3 separate regions of the Zea mays genome follow, and all the other regions are linked to region 1. The links are chromatin contacts, called in public Hi-C maps. All regions are on one chromosome and are shown on one strand. Each heading gives the region's core, a stretch centred on a gene start, on an enhancer-like site or on the middle of the called end of the contact. The rest is flanking DNA. Distances are from core to core; before and after follow the strand shown.

Region 1 (5,104 bases), core at 1,700-4,199:
ATCGATTCATATATCTGAATCGCACTGCTCTGCTCTGCTCTGAATCCGATGATGCTCCTTGAACAACGAAAACGAACAACAGGCACGGGCACCTGCGGCATCGTCCTCCCAGAGGCGACGAAGGAGAAGGTGGTGGCCGTGAAGGAGGGCGACGCGCTGGCGCTGCCCTTCGGCGTGGTGACGTGGTGGCACAACGGCCCCGCCGCGCCGACCCCGCTCACGGTGCTCTTCCTCGGCGACACCTCCAAGGGCCACAGGCCGGGGCAATTCACCAACTTCCAGCTGACGGGCGCGACCGGCATCTTCACGGGCTTCTCCACCGAGTTCGTGTCGCGCGCGTGGGACCTTCCGGAGGCGGACGCGGCGGCGCTGGTGTCGAGCCAGCCGGCCTCGGGCATCGTCCGGGCGTCCTCGTCCCCGCTGCCGGCGCCGTCGCCGCGGGACCGCGAGGGGGTGGCGCTCAACTGCCTGGAGGCGCCGCTGGACGTGGACATCCCGGGCGGGGGCCGCGTCGTGGTGCTCAACACGGCCAACCTGCCGCTGGTCAAGGAGGTCGGGCTGGGCGCCGACCTGGTCCGCATCGACGCCCACTCCATGTGCTCCCCGGGCTTCTCGTGCGACTCGGCGTACCAGGTCACCTACATCGTCCGCGGCAGCGGCCGCGTCCAGGTGGTCGGGCCCGACGGGGTGCGCGTCCTGGAGACGCGCGTCGAGGGCGGCTTCCTCTTCATCGTGCCCCGCTTCCACGTCGTCTCCAAGATCGCCGACGCGTCCGGCATGGAGTGGTTCTCCATCATCACCACCCCCAAGTAATTTGTTGTCTCGATCGATCGATCCATCGATCTTTTTTTATTGCGAATTGCACTGGAGATTTGATTGCACGTGAATTAATGCTTGCATTGCATTGCAGCCCGATCTTCAGCCACCTGGCCGGGAAGACGTCGGTGTGGAAGGCCATCTCGGCGGAGGTGCTGCAGGCGTCGTTCAACACCACGCCGGAGATGGAGAAGCTGTTCCGGTCCAAGAGGCTCGACTCGGAGATCTTCTTCGCTCCCCCATCCAACTGAGAAAATAGGCCGGAAGCCCCACGGTGGAGTCCTCTCGTTAGGTCGTCGTGCTTAGATTAGGTTAGCTAGCTTGCCTTTAATAAAAAGAGAGTGGTGGTCGTCGGCGTCGGCTTCGGCGGTCTGCTTCTTCTTCATTCAGTGCGTCGGTCGGTTTAGAGTCTGTCACGTGTCCCGTCATTGAACTGCAGTTTTTGTTAATAAAGTATTGTTATTATTAGGTATTATTATTCTCGCCCTCTGAATTGTTGTTATTATCCTTTTAACATCATCATTATTACTGTGCTTTAAGCTCTTGGCCTGTTTGGGCCTATAGCCGTATGCTTAAAGGTTGCCTGTTGGACGTGGCTGTCGGCCCAACCAACTAAATGCGCGCGATTTCAGAGATCAAACATTTTGGGATGATACACTCTCCGTCTATAAACGAAAACTATCTTTTTAGCGTGAAAATATATCCCATAGCAATTTCGATCCCCTCTACAAGCTCGTTTCATCGAGCATATGAATTTCTTTTTCCAAATTGTACTCAGTACTTTATCTAGAAATGGTATTCCGCGAACCATTACAAATATGGACTGACCAACTCAATATTGGGTTGTTTTGCTGAACTGTTAGATCTATTATTTAGAAATCCGTGATCTCCTTGTACATTCTTATTTCTCCGTCTCTGGATCCGATTTGTGCTTCCATTCCATGCCATTGCCATGTCAGGTTTGTGTGGGATTGAGAATGCGGTGTGACGTGTCAGCGAGGTGTACACTTCTTCAGGATACGTACATGTTTTTTTCGCAGCTTTTGTTGCCTATGCACGTATGTGATGTTGCTCGTCTGGCTGGTTCTAAAGTGCCGCAAGGCGACAAGAGCGTCCACGCCTCGCCGATGGTTCAGTACACGAAACGAGAGAGAGATTAGCACCCGACATGGATGACCACACGAGCAAACAAAACTGTCTCCACACCTAATATTCCCCATGACAAATTTCCGCCGCCTTCGAGGCTCAAAGAGAATTTCTCGTCGATTCTTGCTCACTATGAGCATCTTCGCTAGTTACCAAGACAAGCCTCTAAAATTAATTCATGGTGTTATCGATCAAAAATCATCCTCCAAATATCAGATCCCCAAATATGTAACTTCCTAAATACATTATAACTCAGGTATTCGGCATTTTTCATTAGTTTTATGAAGTTTTTAAAAATTATACTATTTGTACTACCATAATACATTATAAATATGATGGATTGGGGAGACATTGCTCACACGCAAATATGCGGGAGGAGGATGAGGAACGCGAAACTTTTGGAGAAAGTATTAAGAAGTTGTCGAAGCAAGAAAAACCGAATTTGTTTCCTCATATATGTTTTGTGGAAGGTTTACGACTTTTTTTAGTTGCTCTAAGAGCATCTGGAACAAGTTGTCTTAAAATAGTGCCAAAAATTTAAATATTACATTCAACATGTTCATGGCATTGAAAACAACTCGAAGTTCAAGAGTTAAACCATAAATCATGTACTTTAGAAAATAAACTATATTATTATGAAAGAGAATGTTGAGAATGATGTAGGAAACAAGGATACGACACTAATATGAGGTGTAATATACTTGAATGGCGCGTTATTTTTTTTGATAAAAAAATTATAAAATAGAATATTGTTGAAATAGTTTTTCCTAAGTTGATCCCTATATTTTGCAATATGACACTGTTGTACATGTTCTGACTCTGAGAACCTTTATACAACAATTTTTCCTTATCTTTGTCATCCGGAAGCCAACACCGGACTCGTTACAAAACTTGTTTGCAAAGTGCCCGAAGAGCAGGTGCACCTAACATTTTTTTTTCCTTTTTGGATTTGGAGGGGGATGCCAAATTGCCAATGCCAGTCAACACCACCACCCCACGTCAGCCCCAGGGTCCACCGCGCAGCCACCGTCCGGCGCGCATCCGACGGGCCGGATCGCCCCGGCGCCTCCTGAAAACCCTCACCCACTAAGGTCACTGCCTGACTGCCTCCCCTTCTTCCCTTCGTCTCCCTTCCCCGTCGTTCGAGAGGTGGGCGACCAAGCTGGTGGCGCGCCGATCTCCCGATCTGGTGGCCCGCGTCCTCCCCGATCCGCCGCGGACCGACGCGCCCGGCCCGGATTTGGCGCTGTGGGAGGATCAGGTGCGGATTCCCCCCAATTTTTTTGAGGCTTTTTTTTTTTGGTCCAGTGGCACGGAACGGAACTGGCCTAAGCGTGCTGCTGTCTTCCGCGCAGCGTCCGTCGCCGCCCGGGGAGGCTCCGATTCGCGGGCGGTCCATGGCGACCCCCGACGACGGCCCGGCGCCGGCCGGGGGGCGCAAGTTCTGGCGCTCCGTGTCGTGGTCCGAGGCGCGGGAGCCGCCGCCGCCGGCCCCGCCGGACGTCGCGGGCGGGCAGTCCCGCCGCGGCTTGCCGCCGCCGCCGCTCACCCCGCGGTCGATGAGCTCCAAGGCGCGGTCGTGCCTCCCGCCGCTGCAGCCGCTCGCCATCACCCGCCGCAGCCTGGACGAGTGGCCCAAGGCGGGGTCCGACGACGTTGGCGAGTGGCCCAACCCCACCACGCCGGGCGCCTCCAGGGCGGGCGGCGGCGGGGGCGGGTCCTCCCCCGCCAAGCCCGGGGAGGGGCTCCGCCTCGACCTCTCCTCGCTCCGGTCGCAGGGGCGCAAGGACCAGATCGCCTTCTTCGACAAGGAGTGCTCCAAGGTCGCCGACCACGTCTACCTCGGCGGCGACGCCGTCGCCAAGAACCGCGACATCCTCAGGAAGAACGGCATCACCCACGTGCTCAACTGTGTGGGCTTTGTCTGCCCGGAGTACTTCAAGTCGGACCTAGTCTACCGCACCCTCTGGCTGCAGGACAGCCCCACCGAGGACATCACCAGCATCCTGTACGACGTGTTTGACTACTTCGAGGACGTCAGGGAGCAGGGCGGCCGCGTGCTTGTGCATTGCTGCCAGGGGGTGTCACGCTCCACGTCGCTGGTCATCGCCTACTTGATGTGGAGGGAAGGCCAGAGCTTCGATGACGCCTTCCAGTTTGTCAAGGCTGCCCGGGGGATCGCAAATCCAAACATGGGCTTTGCATGCCAGCTTCTCCAGTGCCAGAAGCGTGTGCATGCGATTCCGCTGTCACCAAATTCAGTGCTCAGGATGTACCGCATGGCGCCTCACTCCCAGTATGCCCCTCTGCATTTGGTGCCCAAAATGCTCAACGACCCATCCCCAGCCACCCTTGACTCTAGAGGCGCGTTCATTGTGCATGTTCTCTCGTCGCTCTATGTCTGGGTTGGAATGAAGTGTGATCCGGTAATGGAAAAGGATGCAAAGGCTGCTGCGTTTCAGGTAGTGAGGTATGAGAAGGTGCAGGGGCACATCAAGGTTGTGAGAGAAGGTCTGGAGCCGCAGGAGTTCTGGGATGCATTTTCAAGTATGCCACCTAATTCAGATAGTAATACAAAGATTAGCAAGGACCAGATCGATTCAGCATCCAAGAGTGACCCAGGAAGCCGGAAAAATGAGTCCTATGACGCTGATTTTGAGCTTGTCTACAAAGCAATCACTGGGGGAGTGGTCCCTGCATTTTCAACTTCTGGGGCTGGTGATGAGACCCATCTTCCAGCTAGAGAAAGTAGCTGGAGTTTACTGAGGCACAAGTTTATCTCCAGGTCGCTAGCTCGTGTTTATTCAGATTCTGCTCTAATGAAGGATTTTGATCCACGGGTACAACACCTGGCTGCTGAGGCATCAACCTCACCTCCTTTCCTTTCTCCAAGCTCCTTATCATCGGATTCAAGTGTCAGCTCGAAGTATAGTTCAGACTCACCCTCCTTATCACCTACAACTGGCTCTCCACCATCATTTGGCCTCTCGCCTGCTTCATCTAATCTGACACATGCTTTGGTGCCATCATCCAGGTCTCCCCTTTCTCAATCATCTAATGAAGGAGCTTCAAAGCCTTCTGGCATGGAATCAATACACTCTCCTTCCAAGACCTCTTCTATAGCAGAAAGGAGAGGAGGCTT
Region 2 (5,104 bases), core at 1,435-3,934, 250 kb after region 1:
TTTTCCAGGGGAAATACCAAGATAGCCTTCTGGCTTGCTGCAACAAAGCTAAAACAACTGTGCCCAAGGCCTGTGGCTTGTCTAGATCAGTGATCAAGATTCAAAATATGACTATGTTTAGCATCGATCAAGCAGATAAGCAAACCATTAGTTTCGACATTATACAAAAGATAAGCCAACTAGGCTCAGCATGATCTCAATATATACAAGCCACTGAACTAGAACATTACAAAGGAATAATATTCTTATGTAGATTATGATGTTGCTTATACAAGAATAGGCCCGATAGGCCTCATTACCCCGATATAAGCCGAAAAGGACCTTAACAGGTTCTCAATTAGAGTCAGAATAGAACAGAATGACTGTGAGTGTTTACTCCTTTTCTGTTATCTACCATGATAAAAGGAACCGAAATGAAATTTAGATTTCGGTACTGTGAAGGTTGAAGTTTGAGAAAAATCACTGAGAGATTACTGCACTATAGACTAAGGTCCTATTTGAATGCACTAGAGCTAATAGTTAGCTGTCTGAAAAAATGCTAGTGAAATTAGCTGGCTAATAAATAGCCGGCTAACTATTAGCTGGATTAAACTGGATATAACTAATGGGTAGTTGAGGGTGCAACTAATAGTTAGCTGAACTATTAGTTGGGGTGTTTGGATGACTCGAACTAATAGTTGAACTATTAGCTGGGCTGTTTAGGTGTCTCCAAGTAATTTTAGCAGCTAACCATTAGCTCTAGTGCATTCAAACAGAGCCTAAATAGTGTCAGCACAATAAAAACTTAATGTGGGAGGCTATTATGTAAGGATAACTAGTCTTCAACCAAAAAAACTCATGTTAATTATCATGAAGTTTGCTAGATCCTGAGCAATCCAAAATACCAGCTACAACAATACATCTAAGCCATCACGGCTTCAAATTGGCATGGTTTCACTTCCACACAAGAATCTCTAACAGCAGCCCAAGATGTATTTGCTGACCTGAGAAACGGAAACGAAGCACACTGGATTGCAATGTAAACGTCCTACAACGGGTAACATAAGACAAACTAAGATGACGCAGACGCAAACCTTGTAGTCGAGCAGCATCTGGGGCATCTTCTTCATCAGCTCAACAGTATTTGCTCGCCTGAGAGACGGAAATGAAAACGAGGCGTCAATCAGTTGACCCAGTGAGCAAACTAAGCACACAAATGGAGTGGAGGGGCGCAAGAGATGCGCGCGCTTACTTCTCGGCGGAGATGCGGTCGCACTTGTGGCCCTTGCGCTTGGTACGCATCTCCCCGCGGGGAGGATCGTAGCTCCAGTCCTCGCCGGCGAGGAGCACCTCCTTGCGGAGGCGGGCGCGCTTGCGAGCGCTGATGCCGAGCGGCTTCCACGCGCCGAGCTCCCAGTATCCCCACACCCCCTTCCCGAGCTCACCCTTGTACTTTGCCAGCTTCTCCTTCCACGGGTACCCCTCCGCCCACCTCGCCGCCGTCGCGGCCGCCGCCTTCCCGGCCATCGTCGTCAGCTCCGATCGCTCTGGGTCAGTTAGGGTTCAGCCCGCGGCTTCGGGTAGTAGAGTGACCACCTATTGGGCCTTCTGAGGCTGGGCCACATTGTAGCTCATGTATTGGGCTTTAATGGCACATAAGTGGGCGAGGGAGAGACCAGGTCCGCAGCTTTTTTTTCCAGCTTCTAGACACCAGAAGCTGCTGCAGACTAGTAAATGTCTAGCTTTTTTTCTTTTCAGTCTGCTTATATAAGAATTATTTTGGTCAAAATTGTCTAAAATCAACATGAACATATAATAAGCTGAGTCGTTGCGATAGTAAAAACCATCACTTTCGATATCATAAATCCTATGAAATATTTTATCTTCTTTTACATGTAATCACCATGATACTTAGATTCTCTTTACAGTCAGATTCTCCTCACAATCAGATTCTTAGAAAAGCTTCTCAGAAAAAAGCTGAACCAAACAAACCCCCAACTCTAATCGAGCCTTTTATAAAGCCTTGAGCACGAATTTCATGGAACATATTTTGGTTATAGAAGTTGTAAAAAACAGTTTCTATTTATTGTCTGCTTTTAGTACATTCTGATAAACAGCTAAACTGATAACTGCTTCAAAAATGTCCTGTTTGGTCTATCTTTTGCTTAAACCTATGAAAAAAATTTATAGAAGTTGTGTCAAAGAGGGCCTTTGTATACTGTCAACAAGATCTCGCTTCCTTCCAATACCGTTCATTTTTACAGGTGTGACAAATACGATAGAGTTGTTTACTTCTCTTTAGAAGTGAAGCACACTAACTAGTTCTAAGCGGATGAAAATCTAGAGAACTACTGAGTGGAAGAGATGGCCGGTTTGGAACAACCCCTCCTCTTATTATAGAACTGTTATATATTTGCAAATCCGCTCTTAGATCTTTTTAAAAAAAATCACTTAACCCAAGGAGCATAATAGTTTAAACGATAAAATGCCAAATGCCATCTCGACGTTCTCCCTTTGGTTTCGAGGTCCAAACGATAAAATGAAATGGGCTGGTGGGTCTCGTGGGCTCCGTTTTGCGATCTTTAGCAATTATCACGAGTACGTAGGCCGATAGTATGTACGTACGGGTTGGATACAGCCAGCCCAACGAATAGCAGTCGCACGGCACGCAGTAATAACCTGCCCATCCCCCGACCCCACCACCGAGCTTATCTCCTCCCGTCTAGGCGACGACGACGACGAAGCAGCGGGAGGAGCATAAGCGCCGCCGATCCCGAGCATACGAGCGAGTTCTCCACTCATCCTCCGCCTCGTGCCGCAGATCCCTACGTACGCCGCCCGCCAGCCATGGCCCGCTCCTCCTCGCAGTCGCAGTCCTCCGTTGGCGCTGGCGCCGGCGCCGGCGCGCGCCCGGCCACCGTGGGGCCGCGCGGCACGGCCGCGGCGGCCGCCGGGATGCGCCGCCGCCGCGCCACCGCGTCCGGCGGGGGTGGCGGATTCTCGGGGGGCGGCGGGAGCAACATGCTCCGCTTCTACACCGACGAGGCGCCGGGGCTCCGGCTCTCGCCTACCATGGTGCTCGTCATGTCCCTCTGCTTCATCGGCTTCGTCACCGCCCTCCACATCTTCGGCAAGCTCTACCGCTCCCGGACGGCCGCGGCCTCCGCGTGATCCGATCCGATCCGACCGCTCTTGCTCCCACACATCGGATCAGACAGACAGATCAGACGGTGAAGGTTTTGGTTTTTGGGTGATGAATTTGTGTATGGCGAGACGCGCAGCTTGTTGTGTTGCCTAGCTTTTGGTTGGTCCTTACTTTCGATCTGCAGATGGAAACCCTAGTACTGGTCAACTTAATGCGCCCTTTCTGTTATTTTCTTCCCTTGCTTTGAGAATTATTACTGGAATAACTATGACTAGTTTCTTCTAATTCTGCTTGCTAGCTACAAGTGCATCTTCCTAGCTTTAGATGTGCTCCATTGTTGTCGCTCCATTAACTACTTTCTGCACTTGCTAGGTATTCTGGGTACTTTTACCGAACTGGGGAGTTTGATTATTGCTTCGCACCTTACCTGCTAGCCATAAAATTCTGCATTATGTTGTGTGCTCCTATAATTTGTCAGTGTTTGTTTCGCCCCTCCAGCAAGCTCTTGTTCTGAAACTATAGCATTCGAAGTTTGTACAAGTAGCTATGCTCGACATGATGTTATTATGTTCATCGCGAGGTTATAACAATATGATGCTGGTTGATTTATATACCTGGAAGTTAGAATGGGCAAAGCATATGACAGCTCCTTATTGCATTAGGCTTGAACTGGATGCTGCTATGAGTTTTTTTATCAAAGTTTTAAGCGTGTCGGGTCAAGGGTATGGACCTCCACTAATGTTTGGTCGTCAGGTTAAGGGTCACTTGGGTGGGTCCCTAATGTCACTTGATTCCCCGAACTTTTATTAGTGTGATCTGATGTGGTTTCATTAGTGTGCTCTAATGTGGCATGACACATCCACATTCGATTTGTATGTTATAAAGGTATATCTTCATCTTATATACCTTAGTATCATTTAGTAGTGACAATCTTCCAACATCCTATCTATATGGCTAGAGTTGCTCGCCCTAGTGTACTTGTGGACTAAATCTTGTGTGTCTCAACATAAAAACATATTAATCCACCTAAGTTGTCACCCATTCACAAAAAATAAAGCAAAGCAATGACTTTTCAATCTGCCCCCTTCGTTGAGCACTTCACGCTAGTGTACTTGGATTTTATGTCATTTATCTAACTTTTCAATCTTTGTCATTATAATATGAATAAGCACCATAAAACTTGATTTAGTAGTGATAAGAGTCCCCTACATGTGTGCTTAAATGATTTAGATCCAAGATTACACACATGGATGAGTATAAATTTGTGGGAAGATTGTCAATGATGCTAAAGTATACAAGATAAAGATGTACCTTTGTGACATGTATACCACACTCATTAAAAACATACATAATGATGACAATGTTGTGCCACGTTAGAGCATACTAATGAAAGTTCGGTGATTTAAGTGATACAACATTTAAGTTCGAGGACCTAAGTCCTCTGAAAATCCGATAGAATTTAGCGAGAGCAGAGCAGACACTTGACTCATAACGCATGATCATCGCCGTGTAATCATGATCCCTAATTAATCAATTATCTTCCTTGACACGAATAATCATGCTCCTATTCCCGCTTATACAAGCCCGGCCACTAGGTAGCGACCTCCGTGGACGGTCGCCGCGGTTTTGGAGGCAGGCAAAGCGACGACCAACCAACCATGGGCCATGGCTACTCCACAAACATCTACCTGATTCGGTGATTCCACTGAAAACGATCAGACGCACAAGTCGCTGTCCTGGGTTAAGGCACCTCTCCTCCTGCTGATAGAAACCAAACCATGAGCCCCGCCCCAGTGGCGAAGCCACCAGGAGGGCCGGAGTGGGCCTGGCACCCCTAATGACTCAACCAAATCAGATTAATAATGTATCCTATAGCCCATTATCTTGCTGCCAGTTTATTATTTGGTAGTCTGAAACCCTTAATTTTTGGCCTAACCAAGTGGATTAGTTAAGCTGGGTAAAGATTCTTCTTATCCGATG
Region 3 (5,104 bases), core at 1,594-4,093, 170 kb before region 1:
GAGTCGGGCTTCCGAATTCGTATTTGCGCGAGCGATGTATTTTAAATAATCACCGGACGCACCGATTTTCAGAACAAATATGTTCCGAACAGCACAAAAATTCAGGAAGAGCCCGGACAGATAAAAATAATAACGATGTCGCACTCGCGACAAACGAAACAGATGCGATACTAAAATCGCGATAGGCAAAAATAATTAGACCTTAGTGTCTGTCTTATTTACTGATATCACGTGCTTAAATCCGTACTCGTTGTCGAGCAGAATATAAACACCTGGGGTGTTACACTCCTAATCATTCATAAGAGGCCACACCTTGTAACACCCCAGGTGTTTATATTCTGCTCGACAACGAGTATGAATTTAAGCACGCAATATCAGTGGATAAAACGGATTTTAAATTTTAATCATCCTCGCTTATCGCGATTTTAATATCGCATCTGTTCCGTTTGTCGCGAGTGCGACATCATTTTTACTTCTATTTATTCGGGCTCTTCCAAAATTTTCGTGATGTTCGGGACATCGTCGTTCCGAGAATCGGTACATCCGGTGAATATTTAAAATTCATCGCCGCGCGAATCCGAATTCAGAAGCTCGACCTACTTTTACGCCTTTGTATTCCAGACAGATTAATTTGAACTCAACAGCTAAAATACTCGGTGCAAAATAATCCGAATCGTGTGTCGTCTGAGCGAAATCGTGTGCGAGGATATAATTCAATTTATTCTTCGGCACGCTGTTTGGCGACGAAATCGCGTATGCATTTGCGGATCTGGTTTCGGCTAATTTCGGTCAAATCACGCCGAACAAATTATCAATGCCGAAATATGTTTAATTCGGTCCGTTGCTTTTCGCCTTGATTTAAAAAGGTGAGTTAACGGTACGAATTCATCCGGCTTCCGAGTATTCGTCAAATCAAAACCGTGTTACATTTACTATCTATATCGTATACATTCGCAGATTAAAAATACCTTAGCCGATATGGTTTCGGCTAATATTAGTCGAATCACACAGAATAAATTATCTAAATTCTTGGAAATTATCTAGGTACATTGCTTTTCTGTTCGATTCGTTTTTAAAATCCTTGTGAGCACTTCTACCAGCCTCCCTTTATATCTCCAGCACATCGTATTGATAAAATCGTCGTCTACCTCCCGCAGATTTTTTTCACCGTCGTTCACTCGTTCTCATCCCTTCTCTGTTCGTGGCTCTGGATTTTCTTTTCCCTGCGCGCTTATCCAGCCGCCGCTCAACTCAAGCATAAAATTCAAGCACGCGCGCCCTGAAGCTTCACTTGACGCGTCCCGGCCAAGCCCTTGCTCGGATTCCAGGCGTCTTCTTCCCTGCCCCTGTCCTGTTTTTCTCTGCGCAGGATTTGGAGCCCCTGCCATGGCCGCAAGCTCGCTCTGCCCCCTGCTTTTCCTGGCCACGGCGTCCCTGTTCCTCGTCGCCCGGTCGCTCGATCTCTCCTCTAGCGCGCAGCCACTCCTTTTTCTCTCTCTGGTCTGCTTCCAGTCGAGTGGTGCCATGGCGCTCCATTTTTTTTCCTGCGCGTGAGCTCTGCTCCAGCCGCGTCCGCTGCTCATCCCCTCTACCGCGTCTTCCTCCTTGCTCCTTGCGCGAGCCGCGACCCTCTGACCAGTCCCAGCCGAGCTCCCTCCAGCTCCAACCCGGCTCCATCCATGGTCGTGCCCTGCTGCTCGTCGGTGCTCGCCGCGGGAGACGGCGCTCGGTCGCCCCTTCTCTCCCTGCTCCGATCTCGCTCGTGAAGCTCCCATGGCGCGCCGCGAGCTCCTCACGGACGTACCTGGCCGGATCTCCCAGCCGAGCCGCTTTTCTTCATCTTCCTGTGTGTCGCGGAGCTCGGATCGCGCCCCGTCTCCTCTGCTTGCTCGGCGCCCGTCTCCTACGGCGTCTGGCAGCCGCTTCTCTCTGCGCGCCGCGTTTTTTTATTTATTCCCCAAGTTTCCAGTCATGGCGTGCTCTCCCTGCTCGCCTGGCCGGAGCGCCCTGCGCTCTGCTCGCCCATGGAGTTTGCCGAGCTCCATTTCTGCTCGGTCGTGCCCCTACCGAGTCTCCCATGGCCGCGCCCTGGGATTTGCCGGAGTCTGCTTCCCTCGCCGCGCGCTGCTTCTTCCCATGGCACGACTGCCCTGCTCTGCTTGACGGACGCGCAGTCGCTCAGCTCGCGGAGCTTCCTTGCCGTGGCCGTCGCGTGCCTGCGCGCAGCTCGGCGCCTGCTGCTCGCCCCTGCTGCGCGTGTCGAACTCTTCTAGTGCGCGCGCGAAGTTCTCTGCTCGCCACGGCGTGTCAAGTTTCCGCGTCGAGTCCCCGCGTTGAATCAAGCCTCATGTTGTCGTATCCCTGTTTTAGTTTGTCGTGTCGCGCCATCATCGCTCTGTCGCAAGCTTGCTAGCCACAATTATCTTGACCGCGTCAGCATGCGACTGTGGTCGTGTTCATCGAATTCGACAACGCTTTGTTGTCGATTCGACTGTTGTCGCTTCGCGTGTTGTCGAGCCCGTCGTTTTCCACATCTTATACTCGCGTGGTTTCCTGCTCGCCGGTGCGCCCTCTCGGCTCGCTCAGCTTTGCCGGTTAACGTCGTCGCGTCGCGAGTACAGCTCTATATACGTCACCCTCCTGATTGTCGTCGATCCGTGTGTCATTAAGAAATTCCAAGAATCGGGTGAAGACGAAGCTAGCAGCACGATATTCCCCAAGCGTTCGACAAATTGCTTGGATCGGAAAATCGCTACCGATCTCGTGGATTCATGTCAGCTGTGGAAATGGTAAGCTGATAAATTATTCAGTATAGTTCGATCGTTGAATAAATTAATGTGTTAGTGAGAGGCTCATTAGGGTGCTCGATAAATTGCGTAAGTCACGAAACTCTCGTCGACTTCGCAGTTCTTGCGATTATCGAGCCAGGTTCAGTTATAGCGAGTTATTTCGCTATTCCGATCACTTAGCTGAATTAGTGGACCGAGTAGAATTTTGGTAGACATGTGTGATGATAAAATATTTTAATCATTTATAAAGATATAGTATAATTTATAAGGCAAGGGATTAGTTCAGAATTTAATTAATTAACTGATAAGTTGTGATTATGCTAATTGTATTTCATATGTATAGTTTGTTGTTCGTGATGTTTGCGTTAGGTTCGAGAAGCGTAATTATTGCGTGTAGTCATATATTAATAACTAGTGATTCCGTACAAAATTGTACAACGCCTCGCCGCTAGCTGTTTAAATTCGTCATCGCGTAGCACTATTTAGGGTTTTTGATATTCCTGTCTATATGCATTCATATGGATAATGCATTTCATTCAGGTGCGATAATTAATCACGTGATGCGGAAGATGACTCAAGTCGACTTAAAGGGAATTAGGCTTACACCTAGTCCCTAATTAATTTTGGTGGTTGAATTGCCCAACACAAATATTTGGACTAACTAGTTTGCTGGAGTGTATAAGTTATACAGGTGCCAAAGGTTCACACTTAGCCAATAAAAAGACCAAGTATTGGGTTCAAACAAAGGAGCAAGGGTCAACCGAAGGCACTTCTGGTCTGGCACACCGGACTGTCCGGTGTGCCACCGGACATGTCCGGTGCACCAGAGGACTCCAACTCCGAACTGCTCACCTTCGGGAAATTCCAGAGGCGACTCCGCTATAATTCACCGGACTGTCCGGTGTACACCGGATATGTCCGGTGCTCCAAGGAAGAGTGGCCTCCGGAACTCGCCAGCCTCGGGAATTCACTTCGGCTGCTCCGCTATAATTCACCGGACTGTCCGGTGTAACAGCGGGGCAACGACTATTTCGGCGCCAACGGCTACCTGCGACGCATTAAATGCGCGCGCTGCACGCGCAGAGGTCAGGCACGCCCATGCTGGCGCACCGGACACTCTACAGTACATGTCCGGTGCGCCACCGGACATCAAGGCGGGCCCAGAAGACAGAGCTCCAACGGTCGAACCCAACAGCTTTTGGTGACGTGGCTGTCGCACCGGACATGTCCGGTGTGCACCAGACTGTCCGGTGCGCCATCAAACAGACAGCCTCACCAAACGGCTAGTTTGGTGGTTGGGGCTATAAATACCCCCAACCACCCACCATTCATGGCATCCAAGTTTTCCACTTCTCAACTACTTACAAGAGCTCTAGCATTCAATTCTAGACACACCAAAGAGATCAAATCCTCTCCAAATTCCACACAACGCCCTAATGATTAGAGAGAGAGATTTGCTTGTGTTCTTTCGAGCTCTTGCGCTTGGATTGCTTTCTTCTTTCTTGATTCTTTCTTGCGATCAAACTCACTTGTAATTGAGGCAAGAGACACCAATCTTGTGGTGGTCCTTGTAGGAACTTTGAGTTCCAAGTGATTGAGAAGAGAAAGCTCACTCGGTCCGAGGGACCGTTTGAGAGAGGGAAAGGGTTGAAAGAGACCCGGCCTTTGTGGCCTCCTCAACGGGGAGTAGGTTTGAGAGAACCGAACCTCGGTAAAACAAATCTGCGTGCCTCACTTCATTATTCGCTTGCGATTTGTTTTGCACCCTCTCTCGTGGACTCTATTATATTTCTAACGCTAACCCGGCTTGTAGTTGTGATTATTTTTGAGAATTTCAGTTTCGCCCTATTCACCCCCCTCTAGGCGACTTTCAATTGGTATCGGAGCCCGGTGCTTCATTAGAGCCTAATCGCTCGAAGTGATGTCGGGAGATCACACCAAGAGGGAGATGGAGACCGGCGACAAGCCCACTACGAGCCAAGGGAGCACTTCATCGGAAGAGTCCCGCACCAAGAGGAAGGAGAAGAAGAAGGACTCCTCCAAACGGAAGGAGAAAAGATCTTCTTCTTCTTACCACAAAGAGAAGAAGGAAAAATCTTCTTCCCACAAGTCGCATCGGAAAGGCGACAAGCACAAGAGAATGAGGAAAGTGGTCTACTACGAGACCGACACTTCATCAACATCTACCTCCGACTCTGATGCACCGTCCGTAACTTCTAAGCGCCAAGAGCGCAAGAAGTTTAGTAAGATCCCCTTACACTATCCTCGTACATCTAGACATACTCCATTACTTTCCGTTCCATTAGGCAAACTGC

Evidence for each region. A called contact is a pair of places that touch in the nucleus more often than the background predicts.
Region 2: a Hi-C map of endosperm shows a contact between it and region 1, with 4 times the contacts expected there. The contact joins the promoter of LOC100280873 here to the promoter of LOC541880 in region 1. A contact is called at or near these places in 6 of 25 Hi-C or Micro-C datasets (bundle sheath, ear, endosperm and 3 more).
Region 3: a contact with region 1 is called in a Hi-C map of leaf, with 3 times the contacts expected there. The contact joins the promoter of LOC100383760 here to the promoter of LOC541880 in region 1. A contact is called at or near these places in 9 of 25 Hi-C or Micro-C datasets (bundle sheath, ear, endosperm and 3 more) and 1 of 3 datasets of contacts at active chromatin or transcription factors (leaf).

What each region holds. Positions count from the first base shown.
Region 1 is chr8:136,805,308-136,810,411 of Zm-B73-REFERENCE-NAM-5.0, forward strand. LOC541880 (protein-tyrosine-phosphatase MKP1) reads left to right here and starts at 2,950. Exons shown (of 5, transcript XR_004852096.1): 1 at 2,950-3,223; 2 at 3,318-5,104. LOC541929 (legumin-like protein) reads left to right here. Exons shown (of 3, transcript NM_001111592.2): 2 at 83-809; 3 at 911-1,288. The coding sequence ends at 1,067.
Region 2 is chr8:137,054,071-137,059,174 of Zm-B73-REFERENCE-NAM-5.0, forward strand. It overlaps LOC100280873 (protein transport protein Sec61 beta subunit), which reads left to right and starts at 2,685. Exons shown (of 1, transcript NM_001153793.1): 1 at 2,685-3,550. The coding sequence starts at 2,827. The coding sequence ends at 3,150. LOC101202700 reads right to left here and starts at 1,580. Exons shown (of 3, transcript NM_001294319.2): 1 at 1,232-1,580; 2 at 1,074-1,131. The coding sequence starts at 1,506.
Region 3 is chr8:136,632,240-136,637,343 of Zm-B73-REFERENCE-NAM-5.0, forward strand. LOC100383760 reads right to left here and starts at 2,844. Exons shown (of 1, transcript NM_001176395.1): 1 at 1,183-2,844. The coding sequence starts at 1,775. The coding sequence ends at 1,185.